2 separate regions of the Oncorhynchus mykiss genome follow, and region 2 is linked to region 1. Evidence: chromatin contacts called from public Hi-C data. All regions are on one chromosome and are shown on one strand. Each heading gives the region's core, a stretch centred on a gene start, on an enhancer-like site or on the middle of the called end of the contact. The rest is flanking DNA. Distances are from core to core; before and after follow the strand shown. Region 1 holds the start of tomm20b (mitochondrial import receptor subunit TOM20 homolog). Region 2 holds the start of strn (striatin).

Region 1 (5,131 bases), core at 1,925-4,424:
TTTAGCCTAGTTATAATTTTACAAGCCCTGGATTCATTATTCCTGATTGTTTGAAATGCAGTGTTGACCTTTTACTGCAACAAGGCTTATGAGAGAACGTTTAAAAGTTAAATCTAGGTATATTGGGAATCGCCCATGTTTAAAAATAAAGAAGTGATTTTTACACCATACCAGCCAGCCATAATTGGTTTCTGCTTTCTTGCTTTAATACACTTACTGCAAGTTGCTCTGAATAGGAATTGGACCTGTTGCAGTTGCAGGCATTAAAAAGTTAGTTTGTCACAAACAGTAGGAGACGACAGAGCGCTGTGTTGCACACACATTGTGGCAATGTTTCTGCTAATAGTGCAGCAACCATCCTGAAACGTATAAGAGGCACTGTACCTGGCTGATGGTTAGTGTTGTTACATAAGCTCAATGTTGAATAGGCTTGCAGTTCTGACTATATTATTATACATATCTAATATCATTAGATACATTATACATTAGCTTCCTTGATTGTATGCACTTACTGTACACAGCCCAGGGTAGGAGTGTCTGCTAAATGACCTTGAAGTGAAGAAAAGGACTGTACCTGGCTGATAGTGGGCAGTTTGGTGAGTAGCATCTGGAAGACAGGTGGCGGGAGGGTCTGCTGCAGCACCTGGAGAAGCTGCTGGGGCTGGCCGCACACGGCGATGGCGTTGGTCAGATGCTCCACGCCGTTCTCGTAGTCACCTATACCGGAACACCAAGTGCAGAGAGGTTTAGATCGACAAAACGAGTAGTACATCACATGGAGAAGTGTTGTTACTCTGGTCACAAGTAAATTAGGTAGTGCATTATATGGAGAACAGTGCATCACACACACAGACCAAGTGATGTCAATGTAAGACTGGTTTACCCTGAGCCAACAGCTCCTCTCCCAGCTGAATCTCCTCCAGAAAGAACTTCTGGACCGCCTCTGCATCCTTCAGGTCTGGGAGCTGCAAGAGTCCCACAACACACACTACTTTCCATAGGTCAAGGAATAACTAAAACGTAATGTACTGGTGGAAAATCTGTTGTCGGTGGCCTATGCTCCAGGAGAAATAAAAGGTCTATTCAAATGAGTCGGGCAATCCACAGAGGCGTGCCACTTCATCAGGTGCCAGGTTAGAGTTCAATTTAAGTGAACTCTTAGCGCACAGCAGTTCTTGCTGGGTTTGCACTGGGTTTGCACTTGCTGGGTTTTTCCATTGGAAAAACAATAGTTCTGTGGCGAACAAGCCATTCTCGTGCGAGTCCAGTATATGGGCCTTAAGGGAAGAGTAGTCAAGTCGGTCAGTTTCTATTGGGGAGCTATACAGTTGTGTTGACTAAAATTTGGTACCACTGTACAGACAAAAAGGTTTTGTCCATGCACTAATTCCAGTCTCAAAACAGTCCTACCCAGCCATCACCTTGCGGTGTCCCAATACATACCAGTGAAGATCGTCTTATTTATTTCACTGGAGAATATTTCCCACATGGTATCATCTGACGTGTACTAGACATTGCTTCTTTAGACATGTGTTCATTGAGGAAGAATTTAAATATTACCTTGAGGGAATTTTACTCACCTTCGACAGTCCTGTCCCTTGTTTTGCAGCCGCCTGATTTCTCCTCCCTGGGGCAGAGGTAACACAATCACTGTTAATATAAATAGCTTTGGGGGATTGTTCCTGTTTGTACTTAGACATCTTAGTTTCTCTGGCAATCCTACAATGCAAGACTACGATTAGGAACAATAAGGAAGTCACATGAACATCCTAAATTGACACCCTGAAGTAGAGCTTCAGTCTTGAACAACGCTCCAATATAATCCCCCCCCTCCCTCTGATATCCCTTGATAAAGTGGTTTACCCGGGTCAGAATCAGGAGATAAGTGTAGTTGCTAAGTAGCAAGTGACAACTAGCCAAACAATCCCTTTTTTTCCTGATAGGGTGATGAACTACCACAGTGGAAGGTGAATGACAAAAAGGCTAACAGAGGAACGTGGCTCATTCAATTGCAATAAAGCAGGTGTATAAAGCATTGTGGCCAGCTGACAACCAAAGTCCAGCTTTCATACTGTAGTCCAGCTAGAATTGTAGTCCAATTAATGTGGGACTGGAATGCGATTTATTTTTTTATTTTTTTTGGGGGGGGGATGTGATATGTATAGGATTTGTGACATGCATCCATATTTGTATTCTAATTCATAGCTCTATTGGAGCAAGGGATTCTGGGTAGAAGACAAGGCAGAGCTGCCATGATGTAGTGTGTGGAGGTGTGGCCATTCCCACTCATTTATTTTAGATCCCCTTATGAGTTATGCAGTCTCATCATTAAAGTTCGCAGTCTAATGCACTTAAGGCGCATTGTCAGCTTCTTCATACCAACAACCCACGGCCTTAAATGAGCGGTAGGCCTGGATAGATTAACATTAGGGATATCCAGGTTGCTTTTAATCCTGCTTGGCAAGCTCTGTCTGATATGGCTAGTAGCCTAGAATGGTTGGTTTAGGTTACATAACAGTTCAAAACACTACCAATGAATGAATCAGGGTAGGTGCAGCTTTCCATGTCTGAATTCAACTAACAGAACGCTTGTGAGTAGGAAGTACATTAATACATGAAGCTAGTTATCTGAGAAACGCTCAACTCCTCTAAGAGAACAGAGTTGGGCGTTCCTCTGCTAGGAGCTAACGTCAGCACTGGCTAGTTAAGTGCAGGGTTTTTGGTGTTAGCAGTGCGGTGACAATGAATGAATGAATCAGATCTATTGCACAAACCATTAACGTTACCATTCAAGCTTCTATACTTCGCTAATTGGGAATAGTTAAACGAGTTCGGCCTGGCTCGGGCATTTTGTTGCACCTCAGGTCTCCCAAACATAGACCTGAGTGGGGTGTACAGGACGCAGACAACACTCACGTTCTCGCAGCCTGTTCTTGAAGTTGGGGTCACTCCGTCTTTTCCTGTCGAAGTAGATGCAGTAGCCGACGAACAGAGCCCCGCAAACACCGGCGGCTATCGTGCTCGATTTACCGCCCATCATCACTTCCGAAATGGTTGATATTTCTGTGTTAACAAAGATAATATTTCAATTTTGGCTTATATCAGAGACGGTACATGACCTCACACAGGCGCAAGTTCCCAGCAAAAAGGACCAGTAGGACCACTGACTAATTTGACAGCTAGGGTGTCCGCATTGACCGCCTGATTAAAAATAATAAAACGTTAATTCCCAATCACATTATATCTCCGATAACGTATGCATTTTGAGTGCATATAAAGTGTTGGATGTTGTTGAACTCAGATGGGAAAAAATACATGTGTTAGGATTTCTTCAAATCAATGTAAGTAGCAGTCGGTCGCATTGAAATGTAAGTGCCACAAGGTGGCAGTAGCAGTTCATTAAAAAAAGAAGCAGCAGGCTAATGATCACATATGATACAATTTAACAGTATTTTCCCCAGAGTAACACAAATAGAAACAATTTAACTACAACTCTAGGTATTTTGACTGTCTGGGGTAGACCACACAGCAGCAAACAATGGCCAAGTGAAATATTGAACATTAGGCTACAATGGTGAGTGACACAATCATCTAGACAAGTAAGAAAACATGTACAATTTTGCTTTCACTATGACCAATTCATTTACGAAAAATTATGGCAGTTGCTCATATGCCTGTCTGGCCTTAGTTGGCACTTCTCATCTCCCAGATGATAGCAAATCCCTAGAAGTGCTGCTCAACAGAACAGATGGTCAGCTGCATTACATGTGCAAATCCAGACTGCTGCAAAAATATACCACCTTTACTATTAGGCTTCTGAGGGCACATGCTCAGACCTGCATTAATACAACCATCAGGCATGCACATCCTTGCATGGATTACATCATCACCATACTGTGTCTGGTATTACATGTACCTTTGCCTTTAAATGGCAATCGAGCCGTTCTGCACCCTTGCACAATTTCTGTGGCCGGTTGTTGTGGTTACAGTTTATTAAAGGGATAACTGAACCTTAGAGATTGACGTCATTGACCACACGTCGCCGGTTGACAGGATTTTGGAAGGGTGTGTGTGCTTTTGGGGGGGGTTTCCAGTTAAGCTGTGGGTGTGTGGTTGTGTGTGTGCATGTGTGTTTGTACAAGTGTGTGTTTGAACAAGTGTGTGTATACCTTCATTCCCTTATTTATGTATCTATGTGTGTGTGTATGTGCGCATGCATTGCATGTGTACTTCTTCATACTTCCGTGTGTGTGTGTGTGTGTGTGTGTGTGTGTGTTTATGTTTATGTATGTATCAGTGGAGGCTGTGGAGGAGACTCATAATAATGACCAGAATAAAGTGAGCCGTCCTCCCCTCAGCAGCCTCCACTGGCATGTATGTGGTTGTGCGTACGTGTCTACACTTGTCTGTGGACAGTTTACATGGTAGGTGGAATATCCGTCTGCCCTGTCATCTCTCTTGCCAGCGGCTTAGCAGCTTGCACCTGGCATGCAGCTGCCTGGGGGTTGGCGAAGAATTTTCCCCTCAGGGACATCTAGCGCCGCTGGTGCCCGGGCATGACGTGAGGCGGCTCAGCCAGAGGCTCGTCTTCTCGCGGCGGTGGGTTATTATTACCATTACTCAATCGTTCCTGGAAGCTACTTTGGAAGCCCTACTGTATGTGATCCATGTGCGTGTGTGTTCGGAGGTCTCCTAATCCATGCTGTCATCCCAGGCCACATTATACATGTCTGTAGCAATTCCCTAGAAAACAAGAACTCTTGTCAATAGCTGAGACTCAGACAGATCTGATGTCGATGTGGGTTGGAGGTTTGGATAGAAGACATTGACACACACATCAGAGACTGTTTAGGGATGTTGTACATTTAATGGTTGTTGCAAAACTATCTTTCAATCAGATAGTATAATTATGTAAGACTTCAGAGTTTACAAAGAGAACCGACCAATGGGGATGCTTTACTGACTGATTCCTACACATCTCTCTTAAAACCACTTATATGGGAATAACTTGTACTGTTCTCCTGGGTGTGCTAAGGTTGGCAATAAGACAGGAGACACCCTGCAGTTGCTTATTGTGCAGTATACGAGCCACACTGTATACCTTTATTGGCTGTGCACATAGCAGTATTCA
Region 2 (4,755 bases), core at 24-2,523, 180 kb after region 1:
AATTTCAGTCATGATAATCCACGCTTAACAAATTAAACATTCACAGCAAAACACAACGAGACACACCTTATAATGGTAACAAACTGAGTCATGGAAAGTTCTTGTGGGACCAGGAATTTCGTTTTATCAAGAGGCGGCAAGTACTTCTCCCGTTGATACCGTTCAATTATAACCTGTGTATGGTTGGAAAGATCACTTTTAGAAGGTGCAAATTCAATGGAACTTCAGGGTAGAATAACGTTTTAGAAATAAGCGAATTTACCGGGATTTTAGTTGGAAACTTCGTTCGGATCCCCGCGACCTCCTGTTTTCTCGTGGCTGTTTGGGATGGAAAACGTGGTTGAGATTATAAAGCACTGCATAGCCTAACACATGCAAATTATTACATAAAATTAATCACCAAAGCTTTTTCTCTGCTTGAAGGACTTGGGGTGCTGTGGTTTCTCAAATGGCGGCATCATGTGGGCAAGTGACTCCTCTCTTCAATTCCTGCTGTCTGATCTAGACTATAAGATTTGACCACGCTGATCCGCGAACTGAAATTAAATAGTGTGGTTGCAGTGACGTATCACATGATTACCATGGGGTTGTGTCAGCACGCATCATATGGCTAATGAATTGACCGTTCATTAATGAGTCGGAAGTGTGTAAAACCAATCCAAATGCTTAAGATCTAATGAAATACCTGAATGTAATGTTTAATGTAATATATGTTTGAAAAAAAACAATACATTTTGAATTACTAAACATTATATAGAGGTAATTTGGTAATTCAAATATCTTACACACAAATCATACATAGAGGCCTTATAATATTCTCACACTAAAGTACGCCCTATCATGTGTAGGCAACATTTAGTTTCATGTATTTTCTTGGATTTCAAAGGGCATGAACTTCAGTCAGGGGGTCGTGGGTGATAGGCGTGTGTGTGTGTGCTATGTAAACAACTGGATGAATGGCTCTATGGAATGCATCGATAAATGAATGGAATGTGCTATAATATATGGAATATGGCTACCACAGATACACTTCTGTAGCATACATTATGACCTTTCCAATTTCAGATACAAACAACTAAAGAAAAAGACAGCAAAAGAGAACAGGCGCATTTTAGTGTGAAAAATGCAGCTCTAATCTTCTTTGAACTTCAAATTCCATTATGCGTAGGATACGGCAGTTGTCAACACCACGCGCATATATTTTCGATTGGCTTATTCCAGTGTGAATCGTTGAAATCGACCAATGGGTAAAGAAAACTCTGGATGTGGGTGGGAGTTCAGTGTGAACGTCACCAATTGACAACTGGCTGCTCAGAAGTGAGTGTGCCTGCCCAGTAGAGAGAGCTATAGTTAGCTATTTCCTTTCATATCACAGGGGCGGCTAAAGGAAAACCCATTCGTCTGAGCACGGTCGTGCCAGTTTGCGCGAACCGAATCCACACACCTGGCCTGGGCATGGACGAACAGGCAGGGCCCGGCGTGTTCTTTAACAACAACAACAACAACTCTGGTTTGCCTGGCGCTGGCAAAGGACCGCATCAGCCTGGCGACGTCGGTGGCGGAGAGGCGGCCAGGGCTCATTACAACATTCCGGGGATATTGCACTTTCTGCAACACGAATGGGCCCGCTTCGAGGTGGATAGAGCGCAATGGGAGGTGGAGCGAGCCGAATTGCAGGTAAACCACGTCAAAATGTCCCGCTTATTTTTGGTGGGGGTTTACGGTGCTGAGTCCGCTCTAGGAAGATTGACATTTGTGTCAGGAAGCCTACTCGCGCGCTACGGTCTTTTGTGGCGTGAACTGCTCGAGCTACGTAGCTACTAGAGTAGTCTTGGTCGGATGACATTAGTCACTATAGCACAGGGTTTCCCAAACTCGGCCCAGGGCCCCCACTGTGTGCACGTTTTGGTTTCTACCACAACACAGCTTATTCAAATAACCAACACATCAAGCTTTGATTAAATGTAAATCAGTTGTGTAGTGCTAGGGCATAACACAAAACGGGGGACCTTGCCTGTATTGTACCGTACACAACTTTTAATTTCCAAGTGTAGCCTTCTGTGTGCAAATTATTCACTACCATTGTTTTTAAATGATATAAGGCTATCCAAATGTGGTCAGGCAGACCCAATGACCTGTCTGTCCTCGATGAATACATACGTCTTGGAATGCAAAGAAACATTGCACGATGCAGTCCAAAGATCTACATCCCATTCTCAATAATATTGGTTGTCGAAATGTCAAGCACAAGTGTATTGAACAAGCAACTCATTAGGCCTACACACACACTTCATGTTATTGAAAGCTGAGTTCACCTGTGAAGTGCAATGGCATGTCCAGTTTAAGTCTGTTGAATAATTGACAGTTATCCTTATGAACAGCACAGTTGACTCATACACTCAGTAGGCAGTGACATTAGTTTTTGTGCCTTACGACTTGTCTTAAATCTATCAGAGGTAAGGCTATTAGCATATTGTGTAGGCCTTGAGTGAGTTGTAGTTCCCAAATATATATTTATATTTTATATATTTGGGAGCTACAACTCACTCAAGGTCTACACAATGTAAGTAATCCAGTCAATTGAAATAAATAAATCTATGGATTTCACAAGACCGGGAATACACATACCTTTAAAAAAAGTAGGGGTGTCAGTAACTGGTGTGACCGCCACTTGCAGCGCAATAGATCTACTTGCATGGGGTTGATCAGGCTGTTGATTGTGGCCAGTGGAATGTTGTCCCACTCCTCTTCAGTGGCTGTGCGAAGTTTATGAATATTGGCGGGAACTGAACCACGCTGTCGTACATGTCGATCCAGAGCATCCCAAACATGCTCAAAATGGGTGACATGGTGAGTGTGCAGGCTATGGAAGAACTGGGACATTTTCAGATTCAAGGAATTGTATACAGATCCTTGCGAAATGGTGCCGTGCATTATCCTGCTAAAACACAAGGTGTTGGCGGCGGATGAATGGCACAATAATGGGCCTCGTCACACCATTGATAAAATGCAATTGTGTTTGTTGTCTGTAGTTTATGCCTGCTAATACCATAACCCCACCAACACCATGGGGCATCTGTTGTGGTCTGCGGTTGTGAGACCTGTCGGACGTACTGCCAAATTCTCTTATACAACATGGGTAGAGAAATGAATGTTCAATTCTCTGGCAACAGCTCTGGTGGACATTTCCTGCAGCCAGCATGCCAATTGCATGCTCCCTCAACTTGAGACATCTGTGGCATTGTGTTGTGACAAAACTTCACATTTTTTAGACTGGCCTTTCATTGTCCCCAGCACAAGGTGCACCTGTTTAATGATCATGTTGTTTAATCAGCTTCTTGATATGCCACACTTTTTATCTTAGCACAGTAGAAATGCTCACTAACAGGGATGTAAAAACAAAAAATGGTTCACAACATTTTAGAGAAATAAGCTTTTAGTGCATATGGAACATATCTGGGATCTTGTTTTTCAGCTCATGAAACAGGGGACCAACACTTCACATGTTGCGTTTTTACATTTTTGTTCAGTGTACATGAGTGCCTCCGAACATTGCTAACCAAGGCCAGTGCCAAGTGCTAGGCTAGGCAACCGATTGTGCAGATCTAACGTAGCGCCCATGCACTATCGTCAAGGCTTGATGTTTGTATTAACGGGAATGCATGTGTCCCCGTAGACCGGCTCGTACATGAAGCTTCCTCTATTCAGGCCGCAAAGACATAATTTTCCTACTTAACTAGCTTTAATGGCGAGAAGGTGGAGAAAAAAAAAAAATATGCATACTTTCTTCATGAAACACAATTTTCCACCAACCATTTTGGATTTTCAGACAATTTAGGATGTACACCGTGTTCAGCCAAGGGTGTGCAACATCCAGAATTGAAAATGGTGGTGTAAAATTGTTTCATAAAGAAAGTATGCTTATTTTCCCCCTAAAATTCTGCCTTCTAGCCATTAAAGCTAGACAAAATAGGCATTTTTTAAAGGGCAATGCTTGATCAGATTCTAAATGAACTATGTGCATCATTTACTTTGTTTTGATTGAGGCAGGACATTTTCAGACTTTCATTTCTTATTATGCCTGGAAGAAGGAGAGCGAATAGACCTAGATGTCGAAGTTTACCCTCCTGATTCCGGAGAAGGTTTTTGTTTTTTTTAAATTTTCCTCCCCATTTACTTCTAGTGCTTATCAGTAGTAGAGGGAGCTCATTGGCAAGTGACAAATGAGTGTCAGAATCGCTCCACTGGCAATGAGCAGAAAGCAATTTAATATCGTAATGCATTTGTTCTGCTGCCGTGCCACTATATAGTGTAGTAGCGACCCTGCATTCGGTTAAAGTCTTAGCTGAGCAAATGTAAAAATCGAATTGACCGGATATACAGTGCCTTCAGAAAGTATTCACACCCCTTGACCTTTCCCACATGTTGTTGTTACAGCCTGAATTTAAAATTGAATGAATTGAGATTGTGTGCCACTGATCTACACACACAACCAACCCCACAATGTCAAAATTGAATTTTGTTTTCAAAATAATTAATAACAAATTAAAAGCTGAAATGTCTTTGAGTCAATAAGTATTATGGCAAGCCTAAATATGTTCAGGACAAAACATGTGCTTAACAAGTACCATAATAAGTTGCATAGTTGAATGGACTCACTCTTTGTGCAATAATATACTGAACAAAATGTAAATGCAATATGCAGCAATTTCAAAGATGTTGCTGAGTTACAGTTTAATATAAGGAAATCAGTCA

The links. Hi-C and Micro-C count contacts between places; a contact is called where the count stands out from the background.
Region 2: a contact with region 1 is called in a Hi-C map of liver, with 9 times the contacts expected there. The contact joins the promoter of strn here to the promoter of tomm20b in region 1. A contact is called at or near these places in 2 of 3 Hi-C or Micro-C datasets (blood and liver).

Annotation. Positions count from the first base shown.
Region 1 is chr17:32,663,382-32,668,512 of USDA_OmykA_1.1, forward strand. tomm20b (mitochondrial import receptor subunit TOM20 homolog) reads right to left here and starts at 3,175. Exons shown (of 5, transcript XM_021568206.2): 1 at 2,917-3,175; 2 at 1,581-1,627; 3 at 884-965; 4 at 575-717. The coding sequence starts at 3,040. LOC118940397 (a long non-coding RNA gene) reads right to left here. Exons shown (of 3, transcript XR_005036957.1): 3 at 4,848-5,131.
Region 2 is chr17:32,844,947-32,849,701 of USDA_OmykA_1.1, forward strand. strn (striatin) reads left to right here and starts at 1,274. Exons shown (of 17, transcript XM_021568212.2): 1 at 1,274-1,677. The coding sequence starts at 1,456. It overlaps map1lc3c (microtubule-associated proteins 1A/1B light chain 3C), which reads right to left and starts at 558. Exons shown (of 4, transcript XM_021568208.2): 1 at 401-558; 2 at 263-318; 3 at 67-173. The coding sequence starts at 461.